2 separate regions of the Pan troglodytes genome follow, and region 2 is linked to region 1. The links are chromatin contacts, called in public HiChIP or PLAC-seq maps. All regions are on one chromosome and are shown on one strand. The core of a region is the stretch at or near the end of the contact, and the rest is flanking DNA. Distances in the headings are between cores, read along the strand shown.

What was found. HiChIP or PLAC-seq counts read pairs in DNA pulled down with a chosen protein or histone mark.
Region 2: an H3K4me3 HiChIP or PLAC-seq map of stem cell-derived excitatory neurons shows a contact between it and region 1, with 4 times the contacts expected there. The contact joins the promoter of SSH1 here to the promoter of SART3 in region 1. A contact is called at or near these places in 1 of 7 Hi-C or Micro-C datasets (stem cell-derived neural progenitor cells) and 1 of 1 datasets of contacts at active chromatin or transcription factors (stem cell-derived excitatory neurons).

What each region holds. Positions count from the first base shown.
Region 1 is chr10:115,367,469-115,372,883 of NHGRI_mPanTro3-v2.0_pri, forward strand. It overlaps SART3 (spliceosome associated factor 3, U4/U6 recycling protein), which reads right to left and starts at 2,652. Exons shown (of 18, transcript XM_016924118.3): 1 at 2,016-2,652. The coding sequence starts at 2,327. ISCU (iron-sulfur cluster assembly enzyme) reads left to right here and starts at 2,624. Exons shown (of 5, transcript XM_509343.5): 1 at 2,624-3,903. The coding sequence starts at 3,790.
Region 2 is chr10:115,663,858-115,669,302 of NHGRI_mPanTro3-v2.0_pri, forward strand. SSH1 (slingshot protein phosphatase 1) reads right to left here and starts at 2,681. Exons shown (of 15, transcript XM_016924125.4): 1 at 2,471-2,681. The coding sequence starts at 2,539.

The sequences.
Region 1 (5,415 bases), core at 1,402-3,901:
GTCAGGAGATCGAGACCATCCTGGCTAAAACGGTGAAACCCCATCTCTACTAAAAATAGTAAAAATTAGCCGGACTTGGTGGCGGGCGCCTGTAGTCCCAGCTACTCGGGAGGCTGAGGCAGGAGAATGGCATGAACCCGGGAGGCGGAGCTTGCAGTGAGCCGAGATCGTGCCACTGCACTCCAGCCTGGGCCACAGAGCAAGACTCCGTCTCAAAAAAGAAAAAAAAAAAAAAGTAGAAATGCTAACCACCTGCCAACCCCAACAGGTTCCTCTGACAATCAGATGTAATGGGTGGGACAAGCTATACCAATGGATGACATCACTATCTCATAACAAAAATATCAGTGCCAGAGAGAGTATTATAAGGAAACTGACACTCAGTAAGGTTTAATGAGTAAACTAGATTAGCAACTTCACATTCACTGAGTGATTTCACATCCAGTGTGGCATCTAGTCCACATTTTAAGTGTAAATCCCACTATGAATAACTTAAAGGAAATCATTTCATCATTTGTTCTGAACCTCTGTTTCTTCATCTGTAAAAAGAGAATGCGGGCCGGGCGTAGCGGCTCACACCTGTAATCTCAGCACTACGGGAGGCCAAGGTGGGTGGATCACCTGAGGTCAGGAATTCAAGAGCAGCCTGACCAACATGGTGAAACCCCGTCTCTACTAAAAATACAGAAATTAGCCGGGCGCAATGGTGCGTGCCTGGATCCCAGCTACTGGGGAGGCTGAGGCAGGAGAATCGCTTGAACCAGGGCGGCAGAGGTTGCAGTGACACGAGATGGTGCCATTGCACTCCAGTCTGGGTGACAGGGCGAGACTCTGTCTCAAAAAAAAAAAAAAAAAAAAGAGAGAGAATGTGCTCCATCTCTTCTGTTTGCCCCCTCCAAAAAACACCCTACCCTCTCCTCCCTGCCCTGTGTCCCCGAGTATAGACCTCATGTACAGGTTTCCTGGCTCTCCAGCTTCCGGATGGGTCTGCCCAGCAGGAGGCACCAGCAGAAGTTTGGTGGGAGGAAGAAAGAGAGGTCAGGGTATTTCTTCCCCCACCTCAATCCTTGACAGGAAACTGGGGCTGCTTCCCTTGAACAAAGTTATCAGCAGGTCTCAGGTGCCCTCTCCACACAATTCAGATCACACCCTTCACCCCTTCCAGCCCAAAGATGGACACCAGGTTCTGGAGTTATCAGCCATGGGATACTAAACTTTCACTCCCGATTTCCCTACCCACACCTTTATTGACTTTCTCTCAGATCATCCTAATTTAAATGTGCCACCTATTTCCTGCTGAGATCCTGGATTATACAGTAGATATCACCACCTCATAAGGTTACAAGTGAGAGACCATGTTATGACTAGATGCTAGGCACTGAGCTATGGTTACTGTTACAACAATTATATTATGCAGAAATTGTTGCTCCCAATCTGCAGATAAGGAAGTCGAGAGGGTGAGAGAAATTAAGAAATTCTTACAAGCACATACAAGAGTTGAATAGCTAGAACTGAGGCCTTAACCTCCAGAACCAGAAACCTTTCCATTTCTATTATCACCATCGCGGTCAATATTTTTCTTACCACAAGTTTCATCATCGCCGTCATTCCTACATAACAAAATAACACTCTCTTGCGAATGAGTTTATTTCTACTGTTGGACGTGTGGTTAAGAGTGGGAGTTCTGGAATGGGATCAAAGTACAAGGCCTGACTTGCAGAAAGTGTTATCCTGAGCAAGAGACTTTCCTCCACGAGCCTCAGTTTCCTCCAGTAAAATGGGGATAGATAACAGGGCTTCCTTCACAGGGTCGTGGCGAGGATTCAATGAGATAACGTTTGCAAGGCAATGGGCAGGCAGTAAGCACTCAAATCCGACAGGAGCTACTGTCACGAAAAGCGGGTTTGCAGCCTTGGCGGCTTTATCGCCGCCGAGGACTAGGGAGGCGGGCCAGGACATGGGGACCCGAGGACCTGAAAGACTGGAAGATGCCCGCTGCCCACCCCCGGGCCCACCTGCTCCTCCAGTCTCTCAATCTCCAGCTGGTTTTTCTCCTCCTCTTCGTCATATTCCCACTCGTACTCCCCGGGGGAGCTCTCCGCGGAGGAAGCCATGGCGTACTCATCCCCATCGCTCTCGCTCACGCCTTCCTCCTGCTGATCCCACGCTGGCCCCATGGTCTTGTATGTCGCAGCGGCCACAGCCCGCGATAACACCTTCCTCCTTGTCCTAGCCGCCTTAACCTCATCCTCCTCTCCGTCAGCCTTGGGCCCAGCCTTGGACTCAGCCTCGGGTTCTGAAGCCGAGGTTTCGGCCGCAGTCGCCATCTTGCGCTTCTAATGACTCTCGGGTCTTCCCGCGGCCGCGGAAGACAGGCTGAGGCAGAAGCTGCCCGCGGCGCGCGCCTTATCAAAAGCCCGTTTTCTTGCCATTGAAAGAGAAACTGGGAACTTAGATAACGGGAAAATCTCCACATACACTAAATTCACATTATTTTATACCCTTGTAAAAGCTCCCACCAGATAAAAAAACTCATTATAATGGCATGCGTTCCGCCACAACTTCGGACAGAAGTTGGGTCTTTGGGCAGGAAGTGGAAGCCATAGAGGAAGTCATGGAGCGAGAGTGATGTCTGTAGTGAAGAATTTGGCGCCATCTTGAGAAGGTCAAAGTGATTCTTCGATTAAATGCCTTACTTATCGCCTAGTGTGACCTGGCGCTTGGGTTTACTCTCCCCAGCAACTGCGCCTCAAACGCAAAGAAAACTGCAGGTCCTCGGGGAAGGATCGATTTCACCATTCAAGAGAAAAATCCATTTCCCAGATTCCTCCCCTTTATGTAAACGTCTGGTACCTAGTAGACGTTAAATACACGTGAGTTTTCCGGTTTTATAAGATCACATACTGCAAACCAACAGTAAATTACATTAATACGCATTTCTTTAGAAATTCTTAATTGCTAGGCACTGACATATAAATTGAGTTTGCTGTTTAGAGAGAAAAATAGACATACTTTTTTTTTCAATCAGGACATGGTATTCGTTTCCTTCTTAAGCTTCCCACTTTTGAGGTAGGAAAGTATTGGTGTGTGTCTCTATCTCTACCTTGCTCCCTCATTAGCAGGCTTAATGGGCAGGAATTATGTCTGTTTTGCTTTCCGTTGGATCCCCGGGTCTAGTAGAGCGCCTTGACACATAGTAGGTACTCGACACAGATGCTGGCTTCATGATGAAGCAATTGTCCTCGAATTAATACAAAAGGGAAGATTCAGACTTAGCGAGCCGGTACCATTCGTCTAGGGACACACAGCCAGGAAGGAACCGAACCAGGATTCTAACCCAGGATTACCCAAGTTCGAATTCTAATTGAACATAAGTCCTTAGCGACCTTGGACGGAGTTACTAAACTGCCCTGAATCTCGGCTTCCTTAGCTGCAAAATAGGGTTAGGAAAAGTGGACTCGGTGCTCCTCTGCGCCGCATTCCCGCAGCGGGCTTTGTGAAAGCGAACTTGAGCCCCACACTGCAGAAGCCTGAGGTCCTGTCTCAACCAGAATCCAGCACCCAGGACAAGCCCTCCAGCGACTTCAGACCTTCCCGCTCCCGACCCCGCCCGCCCCCGAGAGGCGTGGTCAAGGCGGGGCCAGAAGGCGGACGCGTGCACGGAGCGGTAAGGCGCAGGCGCAAAGCTTCGGTGACGACAGAGAGGCGCGCTCCCAGCTCGGAGCCGACTCGCAGACGCGCCCCGCCCCTCGGCGTCGCTCTGGACTGGCGCAGGCGCAAGCCGGCAAGATGGCGGCGGCTGGGGCTGGCCGTCTGAGGCGGGCGGCATCGGCTCTGCTGCTGCGGAGCCCCCGCCTGCCCGCCCGGGAGCTGTCGGCCCCGGCCCGACTCTATCACAAGAAGGTAGGGACAAAAGAGGCGACGCGCGGAATGCCGACTCGGCGGAGGCCTGGGCTGGAGGGGCGGCCGCGGGGTTCTGCGCAGCTAGGACTGGGAGCTGTCCCCTCCTACGTCTTTGCCCTGACTCGCTTTCCCTTGCTGCGCAGTGGGGCTCACTGCAACTGATAAACAACAGTTACCGCTCATCGGGCGGCGACTTCCAGGGGGCCCCGCCGCTGGCCGCGACTTCGTGCGTCCCAATTTTAAATTCGCCAACAGCCCAGGAGGCAGGGTCCTGTTGGGACTTGTCTTTCTGAGTCCAGGGACAGACACACCCCCGGAGCGGGCTCCGGCTTCAGCCACTCCGCTGCCCTGGCCAGATGACCTTGGGCTAGTCACTGCGCCTCTCTGAACCTGTTTCCCCAGGTGTAAATGGGGGGCTCTCAGCTGTCCCTTACAAAGGATACTGTGCGTGGAGTCCTGGCATGGTTCCTGGCACATAGGCCCCAGCACGAGGAGACCGTTTCTGTTACTGCTTTAGGAGTGCATAGGGGAGTCAGGCTTGTAACCAACATGCGTAATGTTTTTGTTTTGTTTGGGGGGTTTTTTGGCGGGGAAGGAGGGATAGATTCATAGTCTGCAGCCCCTTGCTGTCTGGTGGCACAAAGTCCCCCAGACGTGAGACTCCCACTCGAGAAACAACTAAAGAATGCCATAAATCAACGTGGCACAAAAGGCCCCTACATTAGATACTATCCTGAGGTCCCTTTTACTTGGAGTCAAAATCCTTAGTCAGATGGGGGGAAAAGGGGACTGGAAGATCGGCGTGCTTACTACTAACCAGTAACCAAACCTCAAGGTTATTAAGGCCTTCTCTGTGCCAGTTCGAATGGATGTTTATTCTGATCTGGCTTCTGCCCTTTCTCCAAGGGCTTCTTCACTCCTCCCCCTCCCGGGGGTGTGTTTTGTTGAGGGTACACCCTGAAGAAACTTGGACTAGCAGCCTTTCAGCAGCCAGGGTGCGCTGCTGCACCAGGGTGATGACAGGCTGTGAAATACGGTAATGGCACTGTTTTTATTTTAAAAGACACATAAACGTACACATTCCATAGCATTGTTCCCTGTGTAACAGTCACCTTAAGGCTTCTAAGAAAGCTTTCCCTCCCTGGGCCATGGTTATTTTTAGAATTTTTAAATAGTAATCATCCTTTGAGGATGGATTTTATTTGAAAATAACAAAACTGCTGTTTGAGCCCAAGTCTGGTGATGTAGGTGGGTGAAAGTCAAGTATTTTTGTAAAAACCCTATGGAACTAAGACATGGATTTCACTGATTTTTTTTTTCTTCTAGGTATCTCAAATCTGTGAAGTATTGTAGAGGAGACACAAAAGGAATTGGGGGTCACAAATGGTTCTCATTGACATGAGTGTAGACCTTTCTACTCAGGTGAAATTTGGTATTTAGTGATTGCCTGCCAGGTTCAAGATGCTGACCGAGGAGCTTACCATCAAACCAGAGACCAGTACCAATAGAGAG
Region 2 (5,445 bases), core at 1,431-3,930, 300 kb after region 1:
CTTCGGGAAACATCCCAGCACATTCAAAGCCAAGCAATGAATGCTGCAGCTTTGCTATGATCACATAAAAGCTGCCTGAGTTTTACTTTATGTTTATCAGGTCATTGGCACTTGGTAAAAATAATGCTTTATATAATAATTGAAAATGTATCTAGTAGACACAACACAAATGTCCAACAAAATGTAGTACATCCATATAATGGAGTATTATACAGCCATGAAAAGGAATGAAGTACTGCCACATGCTACAATATGCATGAACTTTGAAAACGTGATGCTGAGTCAAAGAAGCCAGACACAAAAGGCCACACAGGGTGTGATTCCATTTATATAAAATGTCCAGAATAAGCAAATCCATAGATACAGAAAGTAGATTAGTGGTTGCCTAAGGTTAGGGAGAATGCGGCAGGGGGAGGCTGCAGGTGAGGGCTAACGGGTACAGGGTTCCTATTTTGGGGGGGATGAAAATGTTCTGGAATTAGATGGTGGTGGTTGCACAATCTCATGTATATACTAAAAACCACTGAATTGTACACTTTAAAATGGCAAATTTATGGTATGTAACTAAAAAATAATAAGACCTTAAAATGCGTAAGACAAGAACAGATTAGGTTGCAAGTAACTCTAGGAACATGGGGTTTTGAATCAGAAATCTGGGCTGACAGGTTCAGCCTGAAGCCAACCTCTCCCCTTACCTCACATAAACTTTTGTGATGAGAACCTGAGATTAAGTGCATAAATTGACAGACAGCAGTGATAGGAACAGAAAACAGCCCCTCCTCGCTGTGGGAAGGAAAGGTGCTCCTGCAACCTAACTTCTCAGTAGCAGACTATTGATCGCTAGTGTTCTTTTGCCTCTAATCAGCGTGTAGAGGGGGATTACTAGAACCTTCTGTGTGTAGATAACTCATGAATGGCCTCTCCTCTCCAAGGAGGGGGCTGTGAAGGTTCAACTTCCCAGCCACTCTGAAAATGTCCCTGCCAATCCCAGCAAAACAAGGCTGAAGAACTACCCTACCAGGAGACAGGGCTGTCAAGCCAAATGCAAACATTCTTCTCTTGTCTCACACAGACACACAGACCTCCCCCGTGTTATCAGTCAACTTCCCCCACTCCCTCCCACAAAGAAAGGGGCTGAAGAGCCCAGATGCCGGCTGCGGAACTTCCTGGGCCTGGGACCGCAGGGCCGCTCCTCCAGTCTTCTCTAAACACAGCTAAGGGTCTGCAGGCGGACACTCAGCCTTGTTATAGGTAAGAGTTTACACCAGAGGCCTTGACGGGTTCTTCAAGAGATGGTGGGCAAGATTGCGCGACCAGAGGGTCATCCCTGCAGCTACAGAGGGCTGACCTGCTCAGAGGCCCAAGGCCCCAACCTAGGACAAGCCAGGCCAACCCTGCAGGCTAAGAGGGCAACAGTGCCCTCAATCAACCCCAGAGGAAAAAGTGGCCAGGCAAACGGACCTGGGCCACACACAGACCCACAAAAACGCGCACAGTGCCAGGACACGCAACCCAGGAATGCACCTATGCAATCACCCAGAATGGGTCACAGCCACACAGAAAGATAGATGCACATAAACACACAGGCCTGAGTGATGTTACAGAAAGGAAAAGCCAGACTAAGGCTGCACACACAGACGTGAGACACAGCCACACAGAGCCCACAGCACGCTCGGTCACCGTCACACAGTGACACAGGCACGCCTACAGACAGAACTCCAGAGGCGGCACGCGGGGAAACAATCTCACACGTTTGTAGGGGCACTCCCAGATGCCTGTCTCACGCTGGCACAGTCCCCGGACGGCAGGTCAGCAACAGTCACATCTCACATCGCACAGCCAGGCAGGCATACAGGCAAAGGGCCTAGAACTACCCGGGCCACAGGTCTCAGAACCAGCGGCTCACGCAGTCACCCAATCAAGGGTCCCAGTTGCACATCCAGTCACCTCTGGACCCTGGTCACACTGCAGAGTCACTCACAACTGGGAGTCCCGACAGACGCACAGTCCTCCCCAGACAGAGGTCAACCCAAGATGGGGGTCACACCTGAAATCACAGTCCCCACACAATCACGAGGTCACATCTGCACACACAGTCTCTGCACAGTCACCCTCAGGGGTCACAACGCACACAGTCTCCGCCTAACAGGGGGTCACCCCAAGATGGGGGTAACCCCCTGATGTGGGTCACAGCGCACACACAGTATCCTGCTGACACTCCCAGAGGGGTCGCACTGCATACACAGTCCCTGCAAAGTCGCCCCCCGATAGGGGTCACACCGCACACAAAGTCCCCGCACAGCTCCCCCAGACAGGGTCACATCGCACACAGTCCTCGCACGGTCACCCCGGTCCGGCTGCCCGGCTCTGTTCCTACGGCGGGGCCCCCAGGAGCCCGCGCAGCCGCCCCCCTGCCCCGCACGCGCGGCGTCCGGCGGCCCAGGCCGGGCGCGGCGAGCCCGGGGCTCACCTCGCTGTTGCTGGCCGAGGAGGAGGCGGCGCTGGGCGTGGGCGAGCGCTGCAGGGTCACCAGGGCCATGGCTGCGGCGCGGTGCGAGGGCGCCACAGACGTCTCGAGCTAGAGCCGCCACCGCCACCGCCGCCCGAGCCGGGCCCGGGGCCTCCTGGAGCCGCGCGCGGGCGGCCGGGCCGAGCCGGGCCGGGCCCGCCCCTCCCCTCCCCCTCGGCGTCGCCACCGCCCCCGCCCCCAGCTCCCGCCTCCCGCGCCGGCGCGCGCCGGCCTCAGTGCGCGGAGTGGGCGGGGAAGCGGGCAGGGCGGGGCGAGGAGGCGCGCGTGCGCGGGGGCCCTGAGGGCTGCCCGAGGCCTCGGCTGGTAGATCACGTCCCTCGCGCGCCCGACACACGCGCCCCCGCCCGCGCGCCCCGCCATCTGGCCTGGGACTCGGGGGCGCGCGCGCCGCCGGGAGCCCGTACGCCCCAGGGGCCCTGCCCGCTGCTCTGCCTGGGGAAACTGAGGCCCGGCGACCGTGCAGACAGGACTGTACAGCGACCAGGAAATAAAAGACGTCCTGGGGCCGGGCGCGGTGGCTCACGCCTGTAATCCCAGCACTTTGGGAGGCTGAGGCGGGCGGATTACGAGGTCAAGAGATCGAGACTATCCTGGCCAACATGGTGAAACCCCGTCTCTACTAAAAATACAAAAATTAGCTGGGCAGAGTGGTGCGCGCCTGTAGTCCCAGCTACTCGGGAGGCTGAGGCAAGAGAATCGCTTGAATCTGGGAGGCGGAGGTTGCAATGAGCTGAGATCGCACCACTGCACTCCAGCCTGGGCGACAGAGCGAGACTCGGTCTCAAAAAAAAACCAAAAAACAAAAACAGTAAGCAAAATAGATTCGCCTAATTTTGCAGAGGTTAATCAAGTTATTAGGCACGTTTTTAAAAAAGTATTTTGCTAATCTTTTTCAATGAATTCTTTCTGGGTGTTCTGAAACCCAGCCAACTCCTTGGAGGTCAGGGAAGGCTTCCCAGAAGAGCTTTATTCTGAGGCTTGGGCTTGAGCATAAGCAGGATTAACAGGTGAAAGAACGGAGAGACAGCTCTCCAAGCAGGGGGGATCAGCGTGCCCTGAAGCAGGAAGAAGTTTGTCAACCGGAGGCCAGCACTCAGGGAAGGGAAGAGGGGAGGAATGGCTGGAGTCTCCATCCTCTCTGGAAAGATCGCTCCGGCTGCTGCGTGGATGAGGGACCACGGGGCAGTGGGCTGAGGGAGACCAGGGAGGAGGCTGCTGCTGTTGTCCCGGGGAGAGGTGACCAGTTATGGGGATGGAGAGGGGAACATGGAATAAGTTACCAAGAAGGCAATTCTGGCTTGACTTAGTAGTAGGAAACTTTTCTTTTAGCCAAAATCTCATCTCCCGGCTCCCACCCCCAACCTCTGCATGTTGCACAAGCACTCGCAAACGCAGTGGTCCCAGCCTGCCCCGCAGCTTAGCAAATTTGTCTTACTGCCCAACAGGAAACCCACGCAGCCTCCTGGATTCTTCCCCGTCCCTCCCTCTGTCCTGGGGCTGTGACCTCCTCCATATTATTCACAGGGTCTCAGCACGATTCATCTCAAAGGTGATTCTAGTGGGGGGCACTGTAGCTTCTACGGAGCGTTTCTAAGAGGGGATTTGTGGGAATGTTTGTGGTTGTCTTGCTGATGGAGGGGGAGAGCTCCTGGCATTTAGAGTGCAAGAGCCTTGGATGCTAAATGTCTTCCAATGCACTGGACAGTCTCCCCAAGAAGAATTGCTCCATTCCCACAAAATGTTTCCTGGGTGAAAAACCCATTTATAGTAATCTGAAGCCAGAACCTAACTCCATTTCATACATCAACACTAGTCTTCCTTCCTTCCTTCCTTCCTGCCTGCCTTCCTTCCTTCCTTCCTTCCTCTCTTTCTTTCTTTCTCTCACTTTTTTTCTGAAACAGGGTCTCACTCCCATCACCCAGGCTGAAGTGCAATGTCACAATCATAGCTCACTGCAGCCTCCATCTCCCAGGCTCAAATCATCCTCCTGCTTCAGTCTCCTGAGTACTACAGGTACACACCACCACACCCAGCTCCTTTAAAAAAAAAGTTTAACTATGTTGCCCAGGCAATCCTTCCAAAGTGCTGGGATTACAGGCAGAAGCCACCATGGCTAGCCTAGTATTTTTTACTGAATTTTCAGAAAGGTGACTATGTTGAAACCCTGTCTCTCCTAAAAATACAAAAAATTAGCCAGGCGTGGTGGCGGGCACCTATAATCTCAGCTACTCAGGAGGCTGAGGCAGGAGAATCACTTGAACCCGGGAGGCAGAGGTTGCAGCAATCTGAGATCGTGCCACTGCACTCCAGCCTGTGTGACACAGCAAGACAGAGAGAAAGAGAGAGAGAAGGGAAGGGAGGGGAGAGGAGGGGAGAGAAGGGGAGGGGAGGGGAGGGGAGAGGAGGGGAGGGAAAGGAAGGGAAAATATACTTTGTTTTGCTTGAGAGTTTTGTCAAGAGTTGTTCATCCATCCTTAGGGAAAAGGAGGTAATGGATGGCAATGCCTCTGCTAATATTACAGCATCCCACACAAGGTGCCCACAACTGTAGCTGCACTCTAGGTAGACAGACAGTCATAGGTACTTAAATGTCAAATATAAGGCAAAATTGTGGACAAAATTCAGTTGAGTAGAGAATATTTTATTTCTCAAATCCAAGCACATTGATTATTGGCAGGCCCATGCTTCTGAGATGCCCCTGTGTCCTCTCAGGGAGTAGTGGCTGAGCATTTCCACATTGTAATGCATGTTGTTTCATTATGATTTATTTTTCTTTTATGTCTCTCTTACATTAGTTTTCAAATTTGAGAGTTTGAGAATCCCCTGGAGAAAATACAGATTGCTAGACCCCACCTCCCAGAGTTTCGAATTCACAAGGTTTGCTGTAGGGCTGGAAAATTTGCACGTCTAACAAA